2 separate regions of the Pan troglodytes genome follow, and region 1 is linked to region 2. A link is a contact called in public HiChIP or PLAC-seq data. All regions are on one chromosome and are shown on one strand. The core of a region is the stretch at or near the end of the contact, and the rest is flanking DNA. Distances in the headings are between cores, read along the strand shown.

The links. HiChIP or PLAC-seq counts read pairs in DNA pulled down with a chosen protein or histone mark.
Region 1: a contact with region 2 is called in an H3K4me3 HiChIP or PLAC-seq map of stem cell-derived excitatory neurons, with 8 times the contacts expected there. The contact joins the promoter of CARM1 here to the promoter of DNM2 in region 2. A contact is called at or near these places in 1 of 7 Hi-C or Micro-C datasets (stem cell-derived neural progenitor cells) and 1 of 1 datasets of contacts at active chromatin or transcription factors (stem cell-derived excitatory neurons).

The regions. Positions count from the first base shown.
Region 1 is chr20:13,597,593-13,600,783 of NHGRI_mPanTro3-v2.0_pri, forward strand. It overlaps CARM1 (coactivator associated arginine methyltransferase 1), which reads left to right and starts at 1,898. Exons shown (of 16, transcript XM_016935026.4): 1 at 1,898-2,203. The coding sequence starts at 1,984. C19H19orf38 (chromosome 19 C19orf38 homolog) reads left to right here. Exons shown (of 8, transcript XM_024351397.3): 8 at 1-122.
Region 2 is chr20:13,444,587-13,447,500 of NHGRI_mPanTro3-v2.0_pri, forward strand. It overlaps DNM2 (dynamin 2), which reads left to right and starts at 1,408. Exons shown (of 20, transcript XM_063801180.1): 1 at 1,408-2,508. The coding sequence starts at 2,348.

The DNA.
Region 1 (3,191 bases), core at 648-3,147, 150 kb after region 2:
TGCACACCCGTGGAATTCCTCCCTTCCCCAGTGGGTTTTTGAGCATAGGGTGCCCTTGGGTGTGTTGTGTGTCTGCCTGCTGGCTTGCTTAAGTTATTATAACACGGGTCAAGGTGTTCTCAGGCCTCTATGGAGTGGAATCCTTCAAGCTGGGGACCTCTGGATCCCATGGTTGGATGGCTGGGGGATGGAGCGTGTCTGAATTCACCAAATTTGAAGCATCTCTCAAGGGCAGTCAGGGTGGTGTATGCGGAGCCTCCTGGGGGTGTGGGGAGTGCAGCAGTGCCATGCCAGGGTCTCTGCAACGGTACTTGCATTAGAGGGTTTAGGAGGTGGAATGACAGGGGCTACGGGTGAGGGACATGAAGGAGAATGAGGGCCCCTCGCAGTGGCTCACACCTATAATCCCAGCACTTTGGGAGGCCGAGGCAGGGGGTTGCTTGAGCCCAGGAGGTTGAGGCTGTAGTAAGCTATGATGGCACCACTGCACTCTAGCCTGGGCAACACAGTGAGACCCTGTCTCAAAAAACAAAAGGGGCCGGGCGCGGTGGCTCATGCCTGTAGGCCCAGCACTTTGGGATGCCGAGGCGGGCGGATCACCTGAAGTCAGGAGTTCAAGACCAGCCTGACCAACATGGTGAAACCTCGTCTCTACTAAAAATAAAAAATTAGCTGGGCGTGGTAGAGCATGCCTGTAGTCCCAGCTACTCGGGAGGCTGAGGCAGGAGAATCACTTGAACCCGGGAGGCGGAGGTTGCGGTGAGCTGAGATCGAGCCATTGCACTCCAGCCTGGGAGACAGAGCGAGACTCCGTCTCAAAGAAAAAAAAAAAAAAAAAGGAATGAGGTGTAAATGAGGTCTAGGGAAGAGTTAAAGCTGGAGTGCTAGGAAGTGGCCCAAGCTCACTGGGTCGCCCAAAAGAGATGGGGCCACCCAAAATGAAGGGGGATGCAGAGAGAAGACGGGTTTGTGTGGCGGGAGAGGGGCCCTGCGCCGGGCCGGGCTGGACTCAGCATCGTTGGAGGAGGGGCTCAGAGAGGAGGGGGTCAAAGGATATCTTGTGCGAAAGGAGACAGTCAAACATTAAGGATTAAGAAGGCAGTGTGGGCAGAGATGATGGGGAAGGGAGGAGGAGCGGTCGAATGTCGGGGAGGGGTCCTTTCAACTGGGCTCAGGTTGCTCCTGGAGGCCAGGGCTCATCGGAAATCGTCGGTGCGGGGGCGGTGGGGGGAAGGGTTGGGGGAGAGGCCCGGGCGCTGGCCACGCCCTTTCCCCCGCCCATTCCCCAGAGCGGGGCGGCTGACAAAGCGAGTCCGGGTGGGAGGGCGCGGGCAGGCACGGGGGCGGGGCCTCGTCGCGGCTGGGCCACGCCTCCCTGAGGGCTGCCTCACAAAGCCGGGCGGGCCCGGGGGGGTGGGGCCCAGTCTCAGGGGCGTGTCCAGGTCGGGGCAGGGAAGCCGCATCACGACGCGCGGCTGCTTGTGTGGGGCGGGGTACAGGGCGTGTCCACGCGGCCGAGCACCGCCCCCGCCGTCCCCGCACCGCCTCACTCGAAAGCAGCCGTTAATGAGGCGCCGGCCTGGGGGCGGGGCCCAGGCCTCCGAGGGGCGTGCCCGCGCGCCCGAGCACCGCCCCCGACGCACCCTCCCGCCCCGCAGTTCCCGGGCGGTGGAGCCACCTCACAAAGCGGCGACCGTTCTCGCGGGGCGGGGCGTAGCCGGTCCCGCCCCACGGGGGTGCCCTCTCGTTCGCTCGCTAGCTCCCCGCGCCCAGGACGGCCGGCAGAGGGCGCTGCGCCACGGGGCCGTGCCGCGGCGACGGTAGCGGCGGCGGCGGCGAGGCGGCGCGTGGCCGGCAGGCGGCGCTGCCCGGCTCGGCCTCGGCCTGCACGGCGGCTGCGGCGGCGGTAGCGGCAGCGGCGGCGGCGGCGGCCTGGGCCCGGGCGCAGCGGCGGCGGCGGCGGGGCCTGGAGCCGGATCTAAGATGGCAGCGGCGGCGGCGGCGGTGGGGCCGGGCGCGGGCGGCGCGGGGTCGGCGGTCCCGGGCGGCGCGGGGCCCTGCGCGACCGTGTCGGTGTTCCCCGGCGCCCGCCTCCTCACCATCGGCGACGCGAACGGCGAGATCCAGCGGCACGCGGAGCAGCAGGCGCTGCGCCTCGAGGTGCGCGCCGGCCCGGACGCGGCGGGCATCGCCCTCTACAGCCGTGAGTACGGGGCCCCGGGGCAGGCGCAGGGCCGGGGCTGCGCACGAGGCCGGCCCGGGGCGGGGGCCGGCGGGGAGGGGCCCTGAGCGCGGGGGCCTGGCGTGGGGTCCCCGGGACTGAGCCGGTGGCCTGCAGGGAGCGACCGTGGAGGGCCAGTGCCAGGGGACAGACAGAGAAAAGAGGGCGTGCGTGGTGGCCGGAGGGGCAAGGTGCCCAGAGTGAGCAAGGAAGCGCGAAATGGGGAGTGAAGGGCCTGAGATTTGGGAGGGGTGGGTGAGCAGGAAGTGGGGGGCTCTGAGTGGAAGGGGAATTTGGAGGACGCCAGGCGTGGGGGGCTTAAGCGTGGGGGAGGGAGGTCCGGGGTGCGGGAGAGGTGGGCGTCTCGGGGGCGGGCGTGGCCGCCTCTGCAGGGAGGAGGGTGGGGCGTGGGCGGCCCGGGATCCCTCTGGGGACCCCCTGGATAGCTCAGGACGGTCGGAAAGTGTTTGCTGGTCTGGGGCGCCCGCGAGTACCGAGTTCCACCGCTGTGCAAGGTGTGGTGTTCAGGACCCCCGAATGGGAAACTTCAGGATCTGGGGAGAGGGCCCATGCGAGGACGGTGGGAGCCGCAGGGTGAGCTCCTCGTGGAAACGTGGACGGGACGGGCCCCTTCCTGATGCCGGGCTTCGAAGTAAGAGGTAACAGCCTCCTCCCATCTTCTTTTGGGGGATGTGAGAAGCTGGTTACATTTTCCGAAGCTGCTTTCAAAACTGACATTTCACTGGGGGGAAAAGAAAATCACAAATGTGTTTGCCAGCACCCCTCACCCCCGCTCCCAGTCTTTGTAGTTCATTCTTCTTCTTGTTACTCCTTCTTATCTCTTCTCTTTGATTCCTTGTTCACATTTTGCTACTCTGTGTCATTTGGCTTTGTCTTTCAGGGCTTCTTGCACTGATGCCCTGGGGAACCCCTCAGGAGGCCTCTAGCTGGCTTGGGTCCTGTGTGAATT
Region 2 (2,914 bases), core at 158-2,657:
GTACCTTGCTTGTTTTTTCCTCTTAGTATATCTCAAATTATTTATACTTCAGTACATGAAGAGTTTCCTCAACGTTTTTTGTTTGTTTGTTTATTTGTTTTTGAGACGGGGTTTTGCTCTTGTTGCCCAGGCTGGAGTGCAGCGGTGCGATCTCAGCTCACCGCAACTTCTGCGTCCCGTGTTCAAGCGATTCTCCTGCCTCAGCCTCTCAAGTAGCTGGGATTACAGGCACGCACCACCACGCCTGGCTAATTTTTTGTATTTTTAGTAGAAACGGGGTTTCACTATGTTAGCCAAGCTGGTTTCGAACCTCTAACCTCAGGTGATCTGCCCTCCTTGGCCTCCCAAAGTGCTGGGATTACAGGCATGAGCCACCGCACCTGGCGCTTTTTGCCTATTTCTTTGAGACCTGGGGTTTTGGGTCACAAAACAGGCAAATGCCATGAGCCACCCTCCTCCTCTTTCTCCATCTTCTTGTGCTGCCTCAGGTCAGAGCACTTACCTGCTCCTGCCTTCTCACTGGGTTTCCTTGTCTCTGGCCTATTTGTCTCCAGAGGGGTCAAAACACTTCAAATCCTCCTATTTGTCTCTGTCCACTGTCAGGAGTTCCAGTTCCCAGAACCCCAATTTTGCCTACAAAATAGCGTGTCTTTTCACGGGGAGAGGATTTGTTGAGTTTTAGTGGGTACTCAAAAAGATCCAAAGCCAGTTGGGGGGGTTCACACATGTAATCCCAGCACTTTTGGGAGGCCGGCCTGTGAGGGTCGTTTGGGCGCAGGAGTTTGAGACCAGCCTGGACAACACAGCAAGACCCTGTCTCTATAAAAAATAAAATAAAAATAATTAGCTGGGCATAGTTGCGCACGTCTGTGGTTCCAGCTACTCGGGACGCTGAGGCGGGAGGATCGTTTGAGCCCAGGTGCTTGTTGAATTGAGCTATGAGTGCACTACTGCACCCCAGCCTGGGCAACAGAGTAAGGACCCAGTTTCTAAGAAAAGAAGATTCATTAGCTAGACGCGGTGGCTCACGCCTGTAATTCCAACACTTTGGGAGGCCAAGACGGGCGGATCACTTGAGGCCAGGCGTTCGAGACCAGCCTGGCCAATATGGTGAAACCCCGTCTACTAAAAATACAAAATTTGCTGGGCGTGGTGGCTCACACTTGTAATCCCAGCTATTCGGGAGGCTGAGGCAGGAGAATTGGTTGAACCGGGGAGGCGGAGGTTGCAGTGAGCCAAGATCGCGCCACTGCACTCCAGCCTGGGTGACAGAGTGAGTACCCCGCCTCAAAAAAAGAAAAGAAAAAAGATTCATGATCTGCTAAAGTTGAAGAAGTGGGGGAAAACATTGGAGTGTTAGCGGCGTCAAGATCGGGCGTGAGCAGAAAGGGCACAGCATTTGCAAAGGCGTGGAGGAGTGATTTTATTGCGTTCTATCCCTAGGAAGCAATGACTTGGCCTCTACCATTTGCAGAGCGCATTGGGACCCTGCTCCCAGAGCTGGTTTGCAGTCTGGGAACTGAGATGCGCTCTGGGACTTGTAGTTTTCCCCAGTGCCAGGAAACTAAAAAAATCGAGACATCGGATCCCACCACGAGGTGTCGCCCTTGAGCGAGTACGGTGGGATCTATCCTATACTTCAGAAGGCTGTTGCAGACATTCAACAATCACAAGGAAGAACAGGAGTTTTTCTGATTGACAGATATGGTTCTCAATGATAGTCAAGATTCGGATGTTAAAGCCCGCCCTCTTTTGCCTGGTTGGCTGGAGCAACGAAGTGATATTTATATGAACCAATGGGAAATTCTTAGGGAACGAGGTAGTAGCTCAATCCCCAACACCATTGGTCCACATTGTCTACTGGCACGTCTGCCTGCCAATAAGATGGTGGAACTTCGCCAATGGGCAGAGCCAACCTGCCTTTTTCGGAAACACCCCCTTCCTCTCTTGACAACTTGCCTTCTGCCGCTATTGGCTGTTGCACAATAGTGACGGTTCTTTTGTCCAATAAGTCAGCAAGACGGTCCCCAGGGGGAAGGTTTACTCAACCATAGGCCCGTGCCTAGTTTTTATTGGCTAGTGTATCCGAGTGGCGGTGCAGCAGGCCAGTCGCGTGCGGCGCGAGTGCTTTGGGCGCAGCCCCCGGGGCCGGGGCGGGAGGTCGCTCGGGTCGGGTGTCGCCTGAGAACCGGATGAGGCGGCGACCGTGAGGCCGAGCCGGGAGCGGGCGTCTTGCCGAGGCCCGGGCGGGCGGGGAGCAACGGCTACAGACGCCGCGGGGCCAGGTCGTTGAGGGTCGGCGGCAGGCGAGGAGCGCAGGGCGCTCGGGCCGGGGGCCGCCGGCGCCATGGGCAACCGCGGGATGGAAGAGCTGATCCCGCTGGTCAACAAACTGCAGGACGCCTTCAGCTCCATCGGCCAGAGCTGCCACCTGGACCTGCCGCAGATCGCTGTAGTGGGCGGCCAGAGCGCCGGCAAGAGCTCGGTGCTGGAGAACTTCGTGGGCCGGTGAGCGGGCGCGGCACGGATCGCGGGCGGGCGGCGGCCTAGGGCGCGGAGGGCGGACCGGGAATGGCGCGCCGTGCGCCGCCGGCGTAACTGCGGCGCTTGCGTGCCCGCGGCGGGGAACCGGACGGGGTCGGGGAGGCGGGCCCTGTGGGACGCCCTGGGCAGAGGACTCCCTGCAGGGGCTCCGGAGCGGGCCCGGGCCCCAGGGGCGGTGTCACGGGCCAGGGGGCCGTAGGACAGGAGGTGCGCTGGAACCCTGCGGTCCATCTGGTCCCAGCTTTCGTGGGTGAACTCTGCCATCTGGTTGGCCGTGGGTCTGGGGTAGATCCCTCTTCTGCTCTTTCGGGCTGTCTATCAGAGGTGAAACCGGCCATCTAGATATCTATTGGGGCGACCCCTGCGGTCT